2 separate regions of the Mus musculus genome follow, and region 2 is linked to region 1. Evidence: chromatin contacts called from public Hi-C data. All regions are on one chromosome and are shown on one strand. The core of a region is the stretch at or near the end of the contact, and the rest is flanking DNA. Distances in the headings are between cores, read along the strand shown.

What was found. A called contact is a pair of places that touch in the nucleus more often than the background predicts.
Region 2: a contact with region 1 is called in a Hi-C map of liver, with 2.3 times the contacts expected there. The contact joins two enhancer-like sites. A contact is called at or near these places in 2 of 39 promoter capture datasets (embryonic stem cells and stem cell-derived epiblast-like cells) and 4 of 484 Hi-C or Micro-C datasets (embryonic fibroblasts, embryonic stem cells and liver).

The regions. Positions count from the first base shown.
Region 1 is chr5:150,915,927-150,920,838 of GRCm38.p6, forward strand. No RefSeq gene overlaps it. Among named protein-coding and RNA genes, the nearest start is that of Kl, 34 kb to the right of the region's middle. Within about 2 kb of position 1,890, at least 13 of the 459 cell types and tissues checked have an H3K27ac peak or open chromatin away from gene starts, as enhancers often do. A contact at or near this core is called in liver, where this site is marked.
Region 2 is chr5:151,056,791-151,061,702 of GRCm38.p6, forward strand. Stard13 (StAR-related lipid transfer (START) domain containing 13) reads right to left here. Exons shown (of 14, transcript NM_146258.2): 6 at 3,958-4,131; 7 at 2,669-2,828. Among named protein-coding and RNA genes, the nearest start is that of Kl, 110 kb to the left of the region's middle. Within about 2 kb of position 2,806, at least 28 of the 459 cell types and tissues checked have an H3K27ac peak or open chromatin away from gene starts, as enhancers often do. A contact at or near this core is called in liver, where this site is marked.

The DNA of each region.
Region 1 (4,912 bases), core at 640-3,139:
CATATCTCCTTTGCTGTCAACAGGGCTCTTAAATGTTACACAGGCTGATGGGTTGTGTCAGATATGAAATAAACCCCTGGGGGGGGTGTTCAATAGGACTGATGCCTGAGCAACCCCACCCCCAAGCAAGTAAGGCCACATAAAGGGGCAGCCTACATCAGAATAGAGTCAATCATGTCAAACCAACTACTGGCGCTCCTAACGTGGGAGTGTACCATGATGCTAGGCTTCCTCAGGGATGTGTCCTTCCTGGGGTGCAGCGTTGATGTGTGTTGCTGACATGGTTTCATCTAGCCTGGCAGTGTCTAAGTGAGAGGAGAGGAAGGCTGCATTGTTGAGTCCATGAGTAGCTTCTACCTCTGCTCTTATGGCTACCCCTTTACATGATCACAGAGTCAGCCCAACAAATAACTACTTGAAAAGATCTTGGGTTCAAATGTCAAATAGAGTAAATATCTACAAGCCTAATTTACCTAATCAAAATCACCTTGGAGTCTTCAAAATGTAGGGTGAGGGATGCTCCAGGAGAATCCTGGGAACTACTGTCCTCCAAAAGGAGGATGCAGACATTGCCCTCAACCAAGCAGGCTACAAAACGAAACCTGAGTGTCTCCCACAGTTTACTGCCACCCAGTGCAACTAAAAGCTGCTCAGAGACCCAATGAACAGAGCAGGGATTAAAGAGGCAAAAGATTGGTACAAGGTGGCATCTTTGAAGCCCTCATAGTCAAACAGGGCACAGAGAGAATCAGACCAGCAATCGATCAGTGAGCTTAAACAAATGGCTGGTCCGGTCACTCAGCCTCTTTTTCCCTCACTACTGTTAGCATTCTGTCTAAGTTCTGCCCCACAGTTACCTGGCAACAGCCAGGTAGGCCTGACCCACTATAAAAGGGGCTGCTTGCCCCCTCCTCACTCTCTTGCTCTTCCTTTCTTGCTCCTGCTTTGTCTCCTTGCCCCTTTCCCCCTCTCTTCCCATTCCCTTCTCCATCTCTCTCCACTCATGCTCATGGCTGGCCTCCACTTCTCTCTCTCTCTCTCTCTTTTTCTGCCTCTACTACCCTCTTAACTCCCCTCTCCATGCCCTGAATATACTCTATTCAGTGGTGTCGTTGGTCCCTCACAGGGAAGGGATGTCTTGGCATGGGCCCACTGAGGCATCCCCTTCCCCCACACCTCACCAAACCCCATAGAACATAGCCTTCTCTCTTTATCTTTTTATAACACAATAACTACTCCCCAATGCAAGCAAGATACAGAGACAACTCATCACAAAGTCCAAAGGTGGCATCTGGGAACCCTGATGCACCTCTGAAGAGGAGGTCAGAGAGTTCACAGGTAAAAGACGAGGTTGGAAATACTTTTAAAGAATACAAGTTCACGGACCAGTGAGCCGCGGTTATGCATTTAGGAGCCGTCGCCTTTTGCGAGTGACAACTCACTGTCCACGTACTTGGGCAGGAGAGATAGAAGTTAATAAATGAACACGAAGGGACCCAGAAAAGAGCATTGCTGATAGAACACAGCAGAGCTGGGTGGATGCCAAACAGCCATGGGCACACCGCAGCGAAAGGAGGAACAACAGAAGCGCTTTCCAACAAATAACCAACAAATTTGGTGCGGAGGGCAGAGAGACGACTGCTGAAGGGAGCTGATCGTTGTGCTGGGCCAGGAGGATTAAGATGAGTTTGCTGCTTATATCCAGACACTGTGCCATGTGCTCCCAGCTCGAGGGGGCTGAAGCCAGAACGCTGAGCAAGCCCAGCATGACATGTGCACAGACGTGGTCCCTCTCCCTCTGCAAGAGAAGCCCCAATGCCTTCCTGGTTCCAAATCGCCTGAAATTGAGGTGTATGAAACTGGGTACTGGCTGGTAAATTTACCTTAGTAAGGCACGCTCTGAACTCCACTGCCGGTCAAAGGTGGATTAATTCAGATGACCTGGAGGGAAAGTTCACACGAATCACCTCTCTCTCTCTCTCTCTCTCTCTCTCTCTCTCTCTCTCTCGCTCTCGCTCTCGCTCTCTCGCTCTCTCTTGCTTTCTCTCTCTTGCTCTGTCTCTGTCTCTCTCTCTCTCTCTCGCTCTCTCGTTCTCTCGCTCTCTCGCTCTCTCGCTCTCTCGCTCTCTCGCTCTCTCGCTCTCTCGCTCTCTCGCTCTCGCTCTCGTTCTCATCTCATCCCATGGCAGATGGGCGCACTCTGTTGTGGCTACAAAACTCAGGAACGCCCAGGCTTGCTAATTCAGGTATCAGGTGGGATGAAGCCAAGGGCCTCATTTGTTCTGTTTTCATGGCACAAGGGTTTGCTCATAGAAATAAAAAGGTGTATACAAACATCTGTGCTCATCTGTTCATATTAATAAAGTGAATGCTAGATGGGAGATCAGCACCTTCACTAGAATGGTAATTAGTTAAAACACAGCTATTGAACTGGAATTTGTTTGATTTATTCATCTTATATTCAAGCTATTTGTGTAGAAGGAAGGTCTTTAGAATGGATGGCAGATAGATTTTTATTATGAGACCGCATAATATGCATTTTTAAAGATAATACAGGTCTTCAGCCTGTACGGCACATGTCATAGCTAATAAGCTGGGGTTGGGGAAAATTGAAGTCAATGAAAGAATTATGTAACATTAAGGCTGCTGGCAGGGAACGCACTGCCACGGCCGTGGGAAGAGATGGTGGACAGAACAAAGGTAGAAGGAGCTTGGGAGGTGCGCATCTATTAGAAAGGTTAGGCTTAAGTAAACATCGGTGTGTGGGGAGAAAATAGCGGCAGCAATCTAAGTGGAGCCATTACAGCCCCGCTAAAAGCGAGTGAGCACGGAGAGGCGACCAGCAATCAATATGGCCAGAGGCCTTGTCTTGCCCAATTCGTTCTGAGATTTCACATTGGATCCATCCTCATTAGCACGCGGTGGAGCGCTGTCTGCCTGCCTGCGAGGTTTCTTATAGCCTCAGAGAAGCAGAAGAAAGCTGTCAGGGCCCCAGGGGAGCTTGTGGGCTGGTGCCCGCTGTATGTGTGAGCTTTCCAGAGAACCCACAACTGCTCCTTCTGCCATTAAAATCTAGCTAAGGGAGCGCAGACTCAGGTAAGAGGTGCGATTTAGGGTTGGAGAGATGGCTCAGTGGTTAAGAGCACTGACTGCTCTTTCAAAGGTCCTGAGTTCAAATCCCAGCAACCACATGGTGGCTCACAACCATCCGTAATGAGATCTGACGCCTTCCACTGGTGTGTCTAAAAAAACAGCTATAGAGTAACTACATATAATAAATAAATCTTAAAAAATAAAATAAAAAGGTGTGATTTAGATGTCAAATTAGAGTCTTGCGTGATGGATTTGGAAGGAAGACAGGGAGTTGTGGGTGACATAGCAAAACACCAGGTCCAAATGCAAACTCACAGACACAGAAGGATGCTGCGAAGAGACAGATTTGGCCACAGAGTAAGGCCTGGATGAAGGGAAGATGGTGCTAAGATATGTTGGCCAAAGTCCCAGATAGAAGGCAGGGGAGGCCTGAGTGTTGACAGTGAGGTTTGGAAGTAAGGCACAAATGGAGGAATCCCCAGAACTCCTTGGCCGGTTGGATGTGGAGGGCAGAGCCTCACGCCTGGGGGGGCAGCCGGCAGTAAGGTCTTAGCAGGAAGAGATGCAAACTCTGCAGAGACAGCTATGAGCTTGATCTATGGTTAGTTAGTTCAGTTAGTCTTAGGTCCAAAAAACATACACTATTTTCCCCTCTATGCAGGACAACAGAAGTCCTTTGACCTCTGATCTCCAGGTAATGAGAAGTGGGTGTGGGGGAGGCTTCAGGGAATGGAAGGGGGTTCCATGGCCGACCCAGCCTCATTTCCTCTCCATGGTGAGGTCCTCCCAGTTGGAAAGATCCCAGAATGAAAGCTGTTCTTGGCAGTTACAAAGCTGCTCAAAAGCCAGGGCCGTATAATTCTCAAACTGCATTTTGCCGATTGCTGAAACACCTTGTTCAATCAATAATGTTAAACGTCCTCATCTTTTCCGTTATTTGTCTCATAAGCTGAAGAGTTGCACTGAGAGACTCCACCAAAGGCAGCATCTTCACCGAATGCTACAGTGGGTGGAGCCCTGTATTGACGGAAGTTCATTGTCTGAGCTTGGCCACATGGCAGGAGCTCTGGGTTCAAGCTGGGTCCTGGGGCCCAGGAAGCCATGAGCCAGGTTAGTCTGTTGTTGCTGGGCTACCATAGCTCACAGCCTCAGGGGGTCTGCTGCCTCTGCTGCAGCCTCTGTGGTTTGGAATTTCATCACTCAGATAGATGAGTAATGGAAGTCCTTATAGTTTGGTTAATAGTCCTTTATCAAGTACTTAGATATGCAAATATTTTTCTGAGTTTGTGGTGTGTCTTCTATCTTGACAATGCCTTTCATAGAACAAAAGTTTTGAAAAGTTCTACAGGAATCCAGTTTGTTAACTGTGTCTTTCATGGAACTTGCTTTTAGTGCTGTGCCTGGCTGGTCATCACCAAACCCAGTTACCTAATCTTTTCCCTTGGGGTATCTTCTGGGAGTTTTACAGTTTTTTGTTTTGTTTTTAAGATATTTTCTTTATATACATTTCAAATGCTATCCCAAAAGTTCCCTATACTCTCCCTCCACCCTGCTTCCCTACCCACCCACTTCTGCTTCTTGGCCCTGGCATTCCCCTGTATTGGGGCATATAAAGTTTGCAATACCAAGGGGCCTCTCTTCCCAGTGATGGCCGACTAGGCTATCTTCTGCTACGAGTTTTACAGTTTTATACTTGACATTTAAGCATAAGCTCTGTGTGCAGGTTTAATTGCTTTTGCAAATGAATATCCAGTAGTTCTACACTGAGAACACATTAGTGGTTCATAGGATGTCCTCCTTCTAAGCTCCACCTCTCTTC
Region 2 (4,912 bases), core at 1,556-4,055, 140 kb after region 1:
CACTCTGCTCAATGTCAGAGCTTCATGGAAGTCTTGGAAGATGGTTCCCATGGAATGTGGCTTACAGGAAGGATGTGTGGGGGTGGTGGTATTCCTGGTCTCCCACAATCCTGGGTTGAGAGTGCAAGGCCCTGTGCAGAAGTGAATTTCAATTCCAATGGGATACCCAGGGCAGAGAAAGGACTTCTGTTTCCCTTCCCCTTCCTGGCCCTGCCTCCTTCCCCTTCCTAGCCCCGCCTCCTGTTCTTTGTCTTTAGTTTGTGTTTGCTGTAGATCTCTAGGGTAGTCTTCCCCCACTACCGATTCTCCTGGCTTCCTGCTTCTCTAGTTTTCTTGTTGCCCGCTCTTCTGTCACCTCTTTGCCACACGGAGGCACTGTCTGTGTACTCCCCTATACGTGACATGCAAAGGGAAGGCCATACACAAGGCAGTAGCTATGTTCCTTTGGACAGCCCACAGCTGTTTCTGCTTCTTTTTTTTTTAATGACGCAAGAGAAGCACCAGTGCTTCCCCAGTCGGGCTATATGGCTTGTCAGTATCTATGTCCCTGTCAGGGACCTTTTCCTACAGAGCTCTGCACACATTTTTCCCACCACGGAACTCTTTGAGACTGATACAGGGAAGAAGATAGTCTAATGGGGCTGAAGAGGGTCGGTATGTCCACTCCCTTCTCTTCCTAGGACTTCATGTCTACAGTTTTGGCTGCAGAAGGGAGATGAGACCAATCAGAGGAGTGATTTAAGTACAGACATCACTATGAATCCATGGCGTGGGGTGGTGTTTTCTATCCAGGGGCACTGCAATTCACTTATTTATATCCAAACTAGTTCAAGAAAGAATAAGACTTGTAGTGATCTATAAAAGGTTAGTTGAAAGAGACCAGAAAGGGAAATTACAACAACAAATAAAAATTAAAAAGGATTAATAAGTTGGGAAGAGGGCCACAACTAAGGAATTTGTGCCCCGAAGAGGTATCTACATTTCCTATAGTGGAATATGCATTTGGCTTTGAGCTTTCAAGCAGGCACTACAGAGAGGAAAACACACCCAGTTAGATGAACTTGGAGTCTGCGATACAAAACACAGGCCAGCGGGCCAAAAGAAACATGGTTCTCAAGGACCAAAGCCAGGGGCAAGGGGGGTTCTTCCTCTCATTCTCACAGAAAGGGCGCTACATGACACAGTGGCCAATGTCATCAACAGGATCTTGACAGTGGGTTTATTAATGAGGGCTACAGAGGGTCAGCATCACACCAATGACGAAAAGCCCTTCTAACTGTGAGAAGTGAAGTTAGTTGTAGGAGATGCTGGTTCCCTGTGGGGACCAGGGTGTCGATGCTGCCTCCCTTGGGTGTGTGTGAGAGACATCGAGGCCAAGAGAACAGGATTTAGCATAGCTGTCTGAAACGAGTCTTCTCCGTTACTGCTGGTGACCTGGTCTCTCAGTAAAACACCTATAAAAGGCTAATTCTTATATACGTATGTGTATTCATGGTACAATTGCAACTGAAAGTAATTACATGTCAGCAACCAGATTCATTGACTTACCCTACCAAAATGCTACAATAAATGCCAGATGTTTTATGTAGAAAACAAAATCAGCCATCTACCCAAATATCCAAAATAGTAGCCCTGTAGCCATGAAAATATGAAGAAAATGTGTATCTGTATATTCTCTAGATAATAAAGGTCAAAGGAGGTCACTAGCCAGGTTTAACCAAAGACACCTGGGAATGGCGCTCAGTTCATGGAGGGGTCATCGTGATTTAAGTACCTGCTGTGTTTTGATATCTCTGCAAGTGTCAGGAGCCGAGATCTCTGAGTTCATGGAGCTTAGCCCCTTCTGGCCCATTGAGCCCACAGACAAGGGCAAATCAACAAACACAACTGAGAAGACCGATGTGTTGCCCCCCCCCCCCCAACTAGTGTGCTGAACAAAAGCTGGAAACGCGGCTGTGCCAGGGGGCAGTCTGTGGAGTGAGAGTGTGGTCCTTATTTTGGGACAGAGCACAGAAGAAAGGAATGGTTGGTAATAGGGAGGAGCTGTGTATATTATGGGATGGATCTCATTCGCACAGAGCCTACCATCATGATGGTTCTCAAACCATCCTGGAGGTACACAGTGATCTGAGTGTTTCCTTCCCTCGAGCTTCCCTGTCAGCTCTGAGGCCAGGGGCTCTGTGGGTTAGCTGACGGACCTTTTACATTTTACATGTGAATTAAAAAAAATGTGAACAAGTCTGTTTGGCATGTTGTGCTGCTTTGAGAAATTAATAAGGGGAGAAATAGAACTAAATTCATTTTCCCCCCAAAACAATGTAACTGATAAAATAACGCTGTGGAGTGAATAGTAGCACTGGAATAATAATTTAAAATACAGAGCCACCAATTGCTTACTTCCAGATTTCAAGGAAGTGTAAGTTAGACATTACAGATACAAAGTATCAACAGCAATTTCCTTTGACCAACCAGGGTGTCACTCAACTAGCTAAGGAGGAACATCATCAAAAGCTAGACAGGGACGTATCTGGGCCACATTAAATTGTGTCCTTAAAGATCTCTGTGCTGTGCTTGTTTATGCTTGGTTGGCTAGGCCTTGTACCAGACAGGCCCGACTCAGTCTGCCATCCCCTCACCCCAAGCCCGTGTTTGGGATTTACCACTCTACCTGATCCAGACAGTTGCTACGTAGATACCTCAGTGCTTGTTGGATGCTCTGAGGCAGGGGCTGTCCTGTTCTCTGAACGTGGACTATGAGCGGAACACCGAAGACAGCCTTGTCTCGGTAGTCAGGAGCTTTGATCCTCTTCATGAACTTTGGAACGGACCTGGAATTCACAGAAACCAGGTCATGCAAGGCCCCTGGGGCGCTCTGTGCAGACAGGCTGTGGAAGCAAGCGAGAGGGAGGCCAAGCTCCTGTTGGAACACTTCAGAGGCAAAGGCAGAATTCAACCTTTCCTACATCATTCATAGTCTGTGGCACTCTAGATGTGGCCCTTGCCTACGTGTCATTTCTGTTAAACACCATGATTCACGTTGGAAAACTGTCTTTGTGGCTCTCTGTTTTCAAGTTGGGGGTGGTGGGCAAGTTTTCAATTTAATTATGATTGAAACAGCTCTTGTGTAGCGAACACTTAAAACACCCCAGTTGGGGGAGGGAATAACAAAATCTATGCAAGATTTACCAGAGGAAGAACAAATTTGGTTGAGGTTGGCGTGTGGGGGTGTTGAGCCAGATTTTCTTGGCTGTGTCTTTAGTTTTCTAGAGCCAGATCTACATTTTAAAGGGAGTTTTAACACACTTACATATATTGATTTGACCGTACAATTTATAACCTTTGAAAACATTTTTATAAACACAACATTAATTCTTCTACACATATCATATGACACAACACTTTACGTTTTTCAAACCACACAATCATTTATCCAAAATAGGTCGGCATACAATGTTGACTCTATCGGGCCCTTAATTCCAAAGATTGTACTGCGTAATCTCATCTTTACTCGCCAATGAAAGCACAAATGTACTTGAAGAATCAGTGAGTCGATGCTGTCAGGGTGCATTCTGTGCCAGGCCACAAGGTACAAGTGACAGATGTTTCTTTACAAACTGCCAGCAATATTTTATGGCAGGTTTATTTCTGATTCCCCTGTTCACACAATTTATCACTCATTACTGGCCTCGTTTCTTTCTCAGAACCTGACTCCCTTCCCTGGAAACCAGCTGAGAGCTACAAATAAAGCCATGTTTCCTGTGTGCTTCATCAGCTCCCCCACTCCCCTCCCCTGCTGCCCAGAGGGCAGATGACAAGCAGAAGGCTCCATAGTTTCCAGGAGAGGGTAGTTCAGACAGTGCTCCGTTCTCCAGACACCAAAATATAAACACTGGCGGTCTTTTGCAACTGCGCACACTTAGCTCTGAACACATGACCCCCTGCAGACATGTTACGTACCAGGTCCAGCCGTGCTTGTTGGACATAGAGTACTTCTCCATGATGGCCGTAAGACGAAGTAGGGAGAAGCGCTGGAGCAGGTTCAGCTGGGCGGCCGTCTGGCTGCTGATGTGCGGGGTGGCTGGAGACGGCTGGGGCTGGTGTGAGAGCTGGAAGCTGCTCCACCTTAGTCGTCTGAAACAGATGATCAGGGCTACCAGTCACCTGGCGGATGGTAACTGGGAAGCTCAAGCTAGCCTTTAGGTAAGAATGGCTACTTTAGGAGTTTCTGAGCCAAGAAAAATCCCAGCACTAAATGAACAAAAAGGACAGAGCTGTGGACTTAGCAAGCTGTATAGACCCAGAATGGGGCACATCGACTGTTTCAACTTGGGATTTAAATAAGGGATATCAGTCAGTCATTCACACACACACACACACACACACACACACACACACACGAATGAGACATGTGAGAGAGATGGAGAGACAGAGAGATGGACTAGATAGTGAGACAAAGAGACAGAGACATAAAGCAGAGGGGGCATAGAAAAAGAGAGAGAGAGCAGAGGGAGAGGGAGGAAGGGAGAGGAGAGAGAAAGAGAGAGAGGAGAGGGAGGAGAGAGGGAGGAGAGGGAGGGGGAGGAAGGGAGGGGAGAAAGGGAGAAAGGGAGGGAGAGAGGGGAGGGAAAGCGAGAGGGAGGAAGGGAAAGGGGAGAGGGGGAGACAGAGAGAGAGAGAGCGTGAGAGATATTTTGAAACATTGAGGTGCTACAGTATTTCCCACTTTTTGTGCCTGCCTCCTCCCTGTCCTTTGTGCTGAGATGGCATCTGAAGGTGACAGGCACAGACGACACACCAATGCATCCTACAGTACATCAATGCCTCAGCAAGTACCCCAGTGACACACACAGTGCTATTGGCTCCGTGAGTTAGATCTCCTTGGCTCGTTTTCTAGGGGGCAGTAACTTAAAAG